Regions from separate parts of the Mus musculus genome. Here regions 1 and 2 are each linked to region 3. The links are chromatin contacts, called in public Micro-C and promoter capture Hi-C maps. All regions are on one chromosome and are shown on one strand. The core of a region is the stretch at or near the end of the contact, and the rest is flanking DNA. Distances in the headings are between cores, read along the strand shown.

The links. Promoter capture Hi-C pulls out the DNA fragments that hold promoters and counts their contacts. Hi-C and Micro-C count contacts between places; a contact is called where the count stands out from the background.
Region 1: a promoter capture Hi-C map of the SN4741 cell line shows a contact between it and region 3, with 2.3 times the contacts expected there. The contact joins the enhancer-like site here to the promoter of Egr2 in region 3. A contact is called at or near these places in 4 of 39 promoter capture datasets (the C10 cell line, the SN4741 cell line, cranial neural crest and 1 more), 2 of 484 Hi-C or Micro-C datasets (B cells and CD8 T cells), 7 of 115 datasets of contacts at active chromatin or transcription factors (bone marrow-derived macrophages, embryonic stem cells, large pre-B cells and 2 more) and 3 of 9 other capture datasets (adipose tissue, embryonic stem cells and liver).
Region 2: a Micro-C map of embryonic stem cells shows a contact between it and region 3, with 3 times the contacts expected there. The contact joins the enhancer-like site here to the promoter of Egr2 in region 3. A contact is called at or near these places in 2 of 39 promoter capture datasets (cranial neural crest and pre-B cells), 1 of 484 Hi-C or Micro-C datasets (embryonic stem cells) and 2 of 115 datasets of contacts at active chromatin or transcription factors (memory CD8 T cells and pancreatic cancer cells).

Annotation. Positions count from the first base shown.
Region 1 is chr10:66,869,797-66,872,509 of GRCm38.p6, reverse strand. No RefSeq gene overlaps it. Among named protein-coding and RNA genes, the nearest start is that of Gm31416, 37 kb to the right of the region's middle. Within about 2 kb of position 1,324, at least 12 of the 459 cell types and tissues checked have an H3K27ac peak or open chromatin away from gene starts, as enhancers often do. A contact at or near this core is called in CD8 T cells, the SN4741 cell line and memory CD8 T cells, where this site is marked.
Region 2 is chr10:67,009,237-67,011,969 of GRCm38.p6, reverse strand. Reep3 (receptor accessory protein 3) reads left to right here. Exons shown (of 8, transcript NM_178606.5): 8 at 1-2,733. All of the region lies in intron 1 of Gm31763 (predicted gene, 31763), which reads right to left. Among named protein-coding and RNA genes, the nearest start is that of Gm31763, 5.5 kb to the right of the region's middle. Within about 2 kb of position 1,264, at least 15 of the 459 cell types and tissues checked have an H3K27ac peak or open chromatin away from gene starts, as enhancers often do. A contact at or near this core is called in embryonic stem cells, where this site is marked.
Region 3 is chr10:67,534,235-67,537,023 of GRCm38.p6, reverse strand. It overlaps Egr2 (early growth response 2), which reads right to left and starts at 1,525. Exons shown (of 4, transcript NM_001373983.1): 1 at 1,494-1,525; 2 at 1,286-1,391. The coding sequence starts at 1,384. Gm32255 (a long non-coding RNA gene) reads left to right here and starts at 844. Exons shown (of 4, transcript XR_380523.3): 1 at 844-1,770.

The DNA of each region.
Region 1 (2,713 bases), core at 75-2,574, 660 kb after region 3:
AACTTTTGCATCTGAATGTACTGCTAAAGTCACTGAGTTTACAAACTCTTGATCTGAGAAAGCAGTTTACCAAAGTGATACCTCCTGTGTTTGAAGTGTTAGTCAATTTGTATAGCTGATGCAGAGGCTGTGGAAGAGTGCTGCTTACTGGCATACTCATCCTGCTTTCTTTGAACTCAGTACCATCTGCCCAGGGATGGGTCCACTCACAATGGGCCCGCTAACATCAATAACTAATTAAGAAAATACCCTACAGGCTTCCCCACAGTTCAATCTTATGGAGGCATTTTCTCAGTTGAGTCTTCCTCTTCTCCAGGGAATCTAGCTTGTGTCAAGTTGACCTAAAACTAGCCACCACACCTTTCTAAAACTGTCTTAGTGCTAATTAAACAGCAATTTAAGTTTTGAAGGGGAAACATTTAGACCACTGCATGAAGTAACCTTCTTTGTCCCTCTAAATTCCCATTGATCAAAGTTCTGTTCATCTTCAGATTCTAGTAAGTCCCTCAAGGCTATCTTAGCCTACCAAGTAATCTTTATGAGAACATATGTCATAGTCTGTCTTTGGACAGATGTGTTACCATCCCTGGGGGGAGGGTTGGACACCATCTGTAACTTGTCTTTGAACTTCCCACAATGCCTTGCAATCAACTCATTGCTCAATAAATGTTTGTGGTACTGAGCTGAAAACATCTGAGAACTTGATACAACTTTGATGTCACCCTAAAAAAAATTCATGTTCTTAAGCAAATATTCTCCTATGCAAACGATTCTGGAAGAGTTTCTTTCTCTAGAGTAGGTAAATTTCAAAAATGGGAAAAAATAGAGATGAAGAAAAAAAGTCCATCTTTTCTGGTTTCACAGATAAAATGAATTTGTTGAAGCACAAGTAATTCCCAGTGGACATGGGAAACCAGCAGTTTTGTTCAAATGTCAGAGCTAGTAGAGTGAGTAGCCCCCAAGCATGGGGAGGATTCTGTCTCTGACATGGACAAGGACTGGCTTGGGGAATCAGGACAGCATCCCTCAGCGGGGTTGGTGGTTCCAGGTTTGTGGTACTGGTTTTGGCCTCCCTTACCACCCACTGTTCTGTCCAGCCCAGGGCTGTGCCAGAGGCTGACATTTCTAATACTGTCTTAACTGCTGGCTCTCCTCCACGTGAGTCTGGCCAGAAGAGGCGGGGGGGGGGGGGGGGGCATGTTCTGTTTTTAATCTGCCACTCTGGAAATGGCTTGGGTTTGGTGCCCTTTCCGTGGTAGAGTCAGCTCTCAGGTCCTGGGTATGGCTAATGTTTTCCTACTGTTTTGGTTTAGTCATTGGGTTCTTTGGTTTCTAAAAACCACTCTCATATCTACATGTCCTTTGGTAAATCATCCTTCTTTTCTTGAAGTGTCTGTGGTGGTTTGAGTAGGTTTGGCCTCCACAGACTCGTGTGTTTGAATGCTTGGCCCACAGGGAATGATACTATTAGGAGGTATGGCTTTGTTTGAGTAAGTGTGGCCTTTTTGGAGGAAGTGTTTCACTGTGGGCTTTGAGGTGAGCCTATGCCTAAGCTCTGCCCAGTGTGGAATCAGAGTCTACTCCTAGCTGCCTGAGGAAGACAGGTGCCTTCTGCTGTCTGTGGATGAAGAAGTAGAAATCTCGGCTCCTCCGGTACCATGCCTACCTGGACACTGCCATGCATCCTGCCATGATGACAATGGACTAAACCTCTGGAAGTGTAAACCAGCCCCAGTTAAATGTTGTCCCTTATAAGAATTTCCCTGGTCATGTCTGTTCACAGCAATGAAACCTTAACAAAGACAACGTCCTTGTTGCTAAGACTTTAATGCAAAGACTTAAAGCTTTTAAAGCAAAGGTTTAGCAACTGCTCAGTATGCCTTCCTAGGAGATCTACATCCTTACCTTGCCTTTGGAACCAGGAACATGGCCACAGAGGAGAAGAAAACTTTCTCTGTCTCTGGAGCTGATCACAGTCAGGTGCTGGATTCTCTCCTCAGATTCTTCTAGGGAAATTGGCTGCATAGAAAAATGACAATGTGTCTTAAGGACAGACAATCTGTAGATGGGGCTGGGGAGATGGATCAGAGATTAGGAGTACTGCGTGCTCTTCCAGAGGACCCTGGTTCAATTTCTAGCAGCTCACAAGTGTCTATAAGTCCTGTTCTAGAGGATCTGAAACCTTCACACAGACATACATACAGGCAAAACACACACACACATATACATATATATGTATATATATATATATATATACATATACATATACATATATATATATATACACACACACACACACACACATATATATATATATAAAGTTATTTAAAAGATAGTCTGTAGAACAGAGACCAATTATGATAGGAAGGGGAATTCTCCACCACAGAGGTGTCAAGTGTGGTCAGCTCAGTAGGTTAGAGTGTTTGCTCAGTACCTTACAATCATGTGCTTCATCCTCAGTATCTGCATAAAACCAGACATGGAGGCATTGGCACATGCCCATAATTCCAGAGGGGTAAAAACAACACAGTTGGGAGTCCAAGGTCATCCTTGGTTTTATAGCCAGTTTGAAGTCAGCCTGGGCTACATGAGATCTTGTCTCTAAAACCAAGATCGAATCAAGAAAGGAAGGGAGAGGCAGAGAGGTTGGGGAAGAACAGCAGCGAAGTCTCAGAAAGGGACAACTTTTTTTTTTCCCACCTGAGGGACTACT
Region 2 (2,733 bases), core at 15-2,514, 520 kb after region 3:
ACACAATGACCTCTTGATACTACGAATATTTTCTACACAGAATCACATTGTTAATATTTTTAACACGAAATAAAAATTCAATCTTTTTCCTCCCCAATTTAATCTTGTATCTCCATCTACTTTGCTTTGACTAATAGCCTCTTCCTTTCGAAAAGGATTCTTTAATTTCTATTCAAACATCTATAAAGTCCCACAATAAATTATTGGACAGGATGTATTCATTTCTCATGAACCAGACCTGCTCTGAACCAATGCTGTGCGGCATGGGTGGTTTTCCCTGCAGAGGCCGTGTTACCTGATAAGGTGATGTGATAAGTACAGTAAGTTACTTTGTCTCCATGGGGACAAATTGGCAAGATTGTATCATATTCAAGTCCAGTATCAGTATTAAACTTACCCTTAGGAGCTAAGGATAGACACCATGCTTGAGGTACACAAGGCCTTGAGTTCAATCCCAAAACCAAAAAAAAAAAAAAAAAAGATAGTTAAAACAAACTTATTATTATTTAATGAGTTTGTATACTATTTGTTTCTTCTTTTGACTTTTGTTTGTTTGGGTGGAGGGTGTTTTGTTTTGTGAGACAGAGTCTCTCTGTGTAGCCCTGGCTGTCCTGGAATTCACTCTGTAGGTCAGGCTGGCCTCAAACTCACAAAGCTCCACCTGCCGCTGCCTCCCAGATGCTGCCATTAGAGGTGTGTCCCACCATGCCCAAGTTGTTTTGAGACTAAGCCTCACTCTAGCCAGCCTGAAATGCACTGTGTAGCCCAGGCTTACTTCCAGTATATGGTCACTCTGGATGCCTCCGCCGCCTTTTTTTTTTAAATATTTTTTATTATTATGTATTTTCCTCAATTACATTTGGAATGCTATCCCAAAGGTCCCCCATACCCTCCCCCCCCCCCACTTCCCTACCCACCCATTCCCATTTTTTGGCTCTGGCATTCCCCTGTATTGGGGCATATAAAGTTTGCGTGTCCAATGGGCCTCTCTTTCCAGTGATGGCCGACTAGGCCATCTTTTGATACATATGCAGCTAGAGTCAACAACATTATGCCTCCGCCTTCTAAGTGCTGAGATTACAGGTGTGTGGCTCCATACCCTACTTCACAGGCGTTTTAAATTGGGAGAAATATCACGTTCTAGAATCAAAATTCTCAAGCAAAGATACCGCCTGACTCGGAGCTAAAGTTGGCTGACCTGCTCACTGCCGTTCACCCTCCCGGTCCTGGTCCCTGCTCGGGCTTGTCCCTGCTGTAGACATGCTCATATGCGCTTGATGACTGTCCTACCCCGCTTTGTTTCTGTCCCCAAGGTCTCATGTCATAGCATGCCCTTTTCTTTGAACTCTGTATGCTGAGCTAAAGCGCTGTTTTGTTCTGTTTCTCTTAAAGAGGACCGGGTCACCTTGTTTGTTTCTGCTTTTGAGCATGCTGATTTTTTCAAGAGATGTAAATTTATTCATAGACCACAGTGCCTTGACTTAACCCACACTGCCAACTGGAGCACCAGCACGCGAATGCACAAACCGGTTTAAGGCACTGTTTCTCTCTGCCTTTTGACATGTATCCAAAAATTATAGCCTACTAGCATTTCATCTTAGTATCCAGTCGTTCAGCATGATCACTAACATTCCCCGTACTTAGCTGTTGTTTAAGTATAAAAATTGATATGTCTATACTGTGTCTTTCTTTTTCCTTTCTGGTATTAAGAAGAGCCATAGCTGGAGAGATGGCTCTGTTTTAAGAATGCATACTGCTCTTACAGAGGACCTGGATTCAGTTCTTAGTGCCTAAGCCAGGTGTTTAGTTCACTGCAGCCTGCAGTGCCAGCTCCTGGGGGTACAATACCTTCCTCTGATTTCCAAGGGCACCTACGTGCATGTGAACATTCTTTCTCACGGATACACATACACACATCATTTGAAATTAAAAAAAAAAAATCCTGTGAAAAACAAAAAGGAACCAGAAATAAGCTGATTACTACATAAACAATTGTCTACGGCCACCTCAGTTCCTCATAGGTCCCCTCCACACACACTGTGTGTGTTTTCTAGGGCTAAAAAAATGAGATCTTGCTATCGTTTCTAGCAATAAACACTTTAGCACATAGAGGTCTGGGACAGAACTAACTCCTCATGTGTTTTCAGGGATCTTATTCCATGTGTCACCACCAAAGACTTCCACAGTATTATAAAACATGTAACTACTCTAAAATGACGTCAGCCCTTGGCTACATCGTCTTCTTTCTCTTTTGTACATTTGGAGAAATGCCTGAACCTTAATGGTATTACTATAATACTGTCTTATATTAACTGTAGGGTTTTTTCATTGGAATATTGTCTGCCATTGGAGGGGCGGGGGAGACAACGAATGAAGATCTAAATACAGAAATCTGAACACAAGTTCCAAAGCGTGTCCTCTGACCTCTCCCTTTTAGGTTGACTTATTTGTGAAACAGGTAAAATTTGAGAGGGTCATTGTTTTGTGGTTTGTACTATTTCTTAAGAAACATACCCTAAGATTAAATTTTTTCTGAAAAGAAAGTATCTTTTTTTCCTAAGTACTTCTCAAGTTAGTCTTTTAGTGGGAATTCTGCCGATTAACCTTGACTTAACATTTTTTTCCTTCTAATATATATTTTTTAACTCTGTGTACTTTAATACTTTAAGTGGAAATAATTTTATAAAATCTCTGTTAAATCTCAAGCCCCAAATGTGGGTGGCTCTGCATGTG
Region 3 (2,789 bases), core at 276-2,775:
TCTCCCCGCCCCCTCCCCTCCAGCTGCTGCTCAGAGCGGGCGCCCTTCCCGGCGTGTCTGGGCGGTCCGCTGCGTGGGGGCGACCAGATGGAGGCTTGGACACTCACCCTGCCCGATGCGCATACACACACACACACACACACACACACACACACACACACACCACGCTCGCTCCACTTCCGCTACACACTCTCCCTCCTCCGCTGCCCTCTTACAAACCCACTCAACACACCTTACGCTACACACTACACACCTCCTCCCTCTTGACAGCGCGCGTGTGTGCGCCTGCCTGCCTGGCGACAGTCAGGATATCCTAGGAAGACACTGCCTTCATCTTCACAACTCACCAACCCCCCGCACCCCCCCCACGGGGAGGGGTGCATCCTACCACCCGCGCCTAAGGTCTACCCCAGGAATAGCCCCCCCCCCACGCCCTTGCTTAGAGCTTCCTCTGCGCTGAGTGACAACAAATGGCACAGTTTCTGGTAGCCATGGCCCCCACACGTGTTTTCCCCGGCAAATAAATAAGTCAATAAATAAACAAGCCCTTCCAGGAGAAAGCTTCCTGCTAAATGACCAAAAACTTTTAAGAGAGCTAAAACTGCTGGCCCTCCGGACACTCGGTTCCCACCTTCCCCACGCGCCCAGCCCTCTTCCGATGCGCTCTGGCTACTGCAGGGTACCCAAGCCCGAGGCTCCGGGATCTACGTAGCCTGGGATAGCAGACGCAAGCTGGGAAACTGCCCTGCCCTTCTCAGCTTCAAAGTCCCGCAGAAAAGGGATTCAGACCGGGCTAGGCTGTTCTCTTTCTTGACCCACGCTACCCGGAGCAGCGAGGATCCCCAGCGGGCAGGAGCCACGGCGCCACGCCGTGGAGGGAGCGCGGCGCTGCAGGCGCTCTCCCGCCCATCACCTGCGATGCCCGCGGCCGCAGCGCGCCGGCTCCTGCCCTATTGGAGTACGGTGGTCAGGGGAGCCCCAGTGCCACCAGGAGCCGGCTTGTCGCCGCTCTCTGAGCAGCGCTGTTCTCCTCGTGCCAACCGTGAAAGTTGTTCTCCCGGGAATGGTCCTCGCCATTACTTCAAACGCCCAAAAGCATTATCTGGGAAAGTTTCTCGATCGTGCTCTGCGCGCGATCTCCTTTCCAATTGGGGATCAAATTCAAAGGGGACAGGAGAGAACGCTCAGCGAAACCTCTGTGGGTATCCCACCCTCTTAAAAACCCTGCAAAGCCCTGTTTCGAAGGGAGAGGGGGGAGAAAAGGAAGAAATAGTGGTGCTCTTACCACGTGCGCCAGCCCGCTCCGCCTGCGCTCCGGCCAGTCCCGCGGCCCCCGCGCTGACCACAGGCAAGACGACGCCTCGGTGGGGAGCCCGACTCTCATCTCCAGCCTGGGTAGGGAAGAAATGGGGGGTCGGGTTATGCAAATAGAGGTCCCGGCGGTGGGACTCAGGTTACGGGTCCCCCACCAGCCCCAGAGGTGAAGCACCCACCCGCGCGGGAGGCGCGGGCCCTGGCGACTGCTGGCGCTTCGCTGCCGTCGGTGCACGTGGGCGGGAGGATTGCAGCAGCCGCCCCTCTCCCCCGCGCTGTCGCCAACCCCGCAGGCTGCCGCCTCGCGCCGCCCCGAGGGGGAGCTCCCGGGCGGCGGAGAGAATGGGGAGCAGGGAAGCCAGCCCAGGGCAAGACGCCCGATGATGGTAGAACTGACTGGAGCGCGGGAAGCTGGCGGATTGCCGCTACCAACCTTCGCAGAGGAGGACAGTGGGGGTAAGAGAAGTGGTTCCATACCATCAAGGAGTCTAGAAAGGGGGAGAGGGGTGGGGGGGAACCCTGTGGAAGCTGAGCCTTCCAAGAACTCTCTCACCTACCCTTAAGAGCTTCGCTGGACCCAGCTATGGCTAAACATGGGGGAGGGGAGGCAGGTGCTAATAGAGGCTAGCTGCCCCGAGGCAGGCCAGGCTCTGAAGGATGCCCGGGGCCAGTCCCTCTCTCAGCCTTTCCAGAACATCGGAGGAGAACCAGTCTTTGATAGCCTTACTTACCCCCCCATACCCCACTTTCTTCCTCCCCCCTTTAAAAAAAAAGTACAAACCTTTAAATGTAGTCAGCGTAGATAATGGAACAAAATCAAGAGCACATATTTCAAGCCAGCCCCAGCGAGCTTAGACAGATAAGTTCAGGAAAGCTAAAAGAACTTGCCTAAAGTCTCGCAGCTGGTGATTGGTGGTCCAGTTCAAATCTGCTGCCCGGTCTTCAGGATCCAAGTCCCTTGCCCTGGTCACTATGCGGGGTGCTCAGAAAGCCTGGCTCACCCCATTAGGGAAGAACACGCCGACTTCATCAATTTCATCTTGCTTTGGCATTTCAGAGGAAAGTGAAGCTGAGGTGGTAGTAGAGGGTGGCTACAAGGCAAGAGAGAGGGGGCTGTTACAGACAGACCCCTTCAGGGAGAGGGAGAATTCCAATGTAGCGACTCTGCAGACCTGTTCCAGGGAAGGAATGACCAAGCATATTAATGCTGCTGTCTTAAGAGAACCCAACCCCATGGTATCCTTCCTGGAGGCAAGGAGGGGTAAGAGGAAGGCAGGGGGTGTGATTCTGTTCTACGGAGAGGAAGAACCCTGAGATGTGGGAGTGGAATACCAAGGTGAGACCAGGATTCCCTACTTTGGAGCATTTGAACTGTTAGTGTTTAGATAAAAATGCAACAAACAAATGACGAGAGAGAGAGAGAGAGAGAGAGAGAGAGAGAGAGAGAGAGAGAGAGAGAGTTGTCACTACATGTG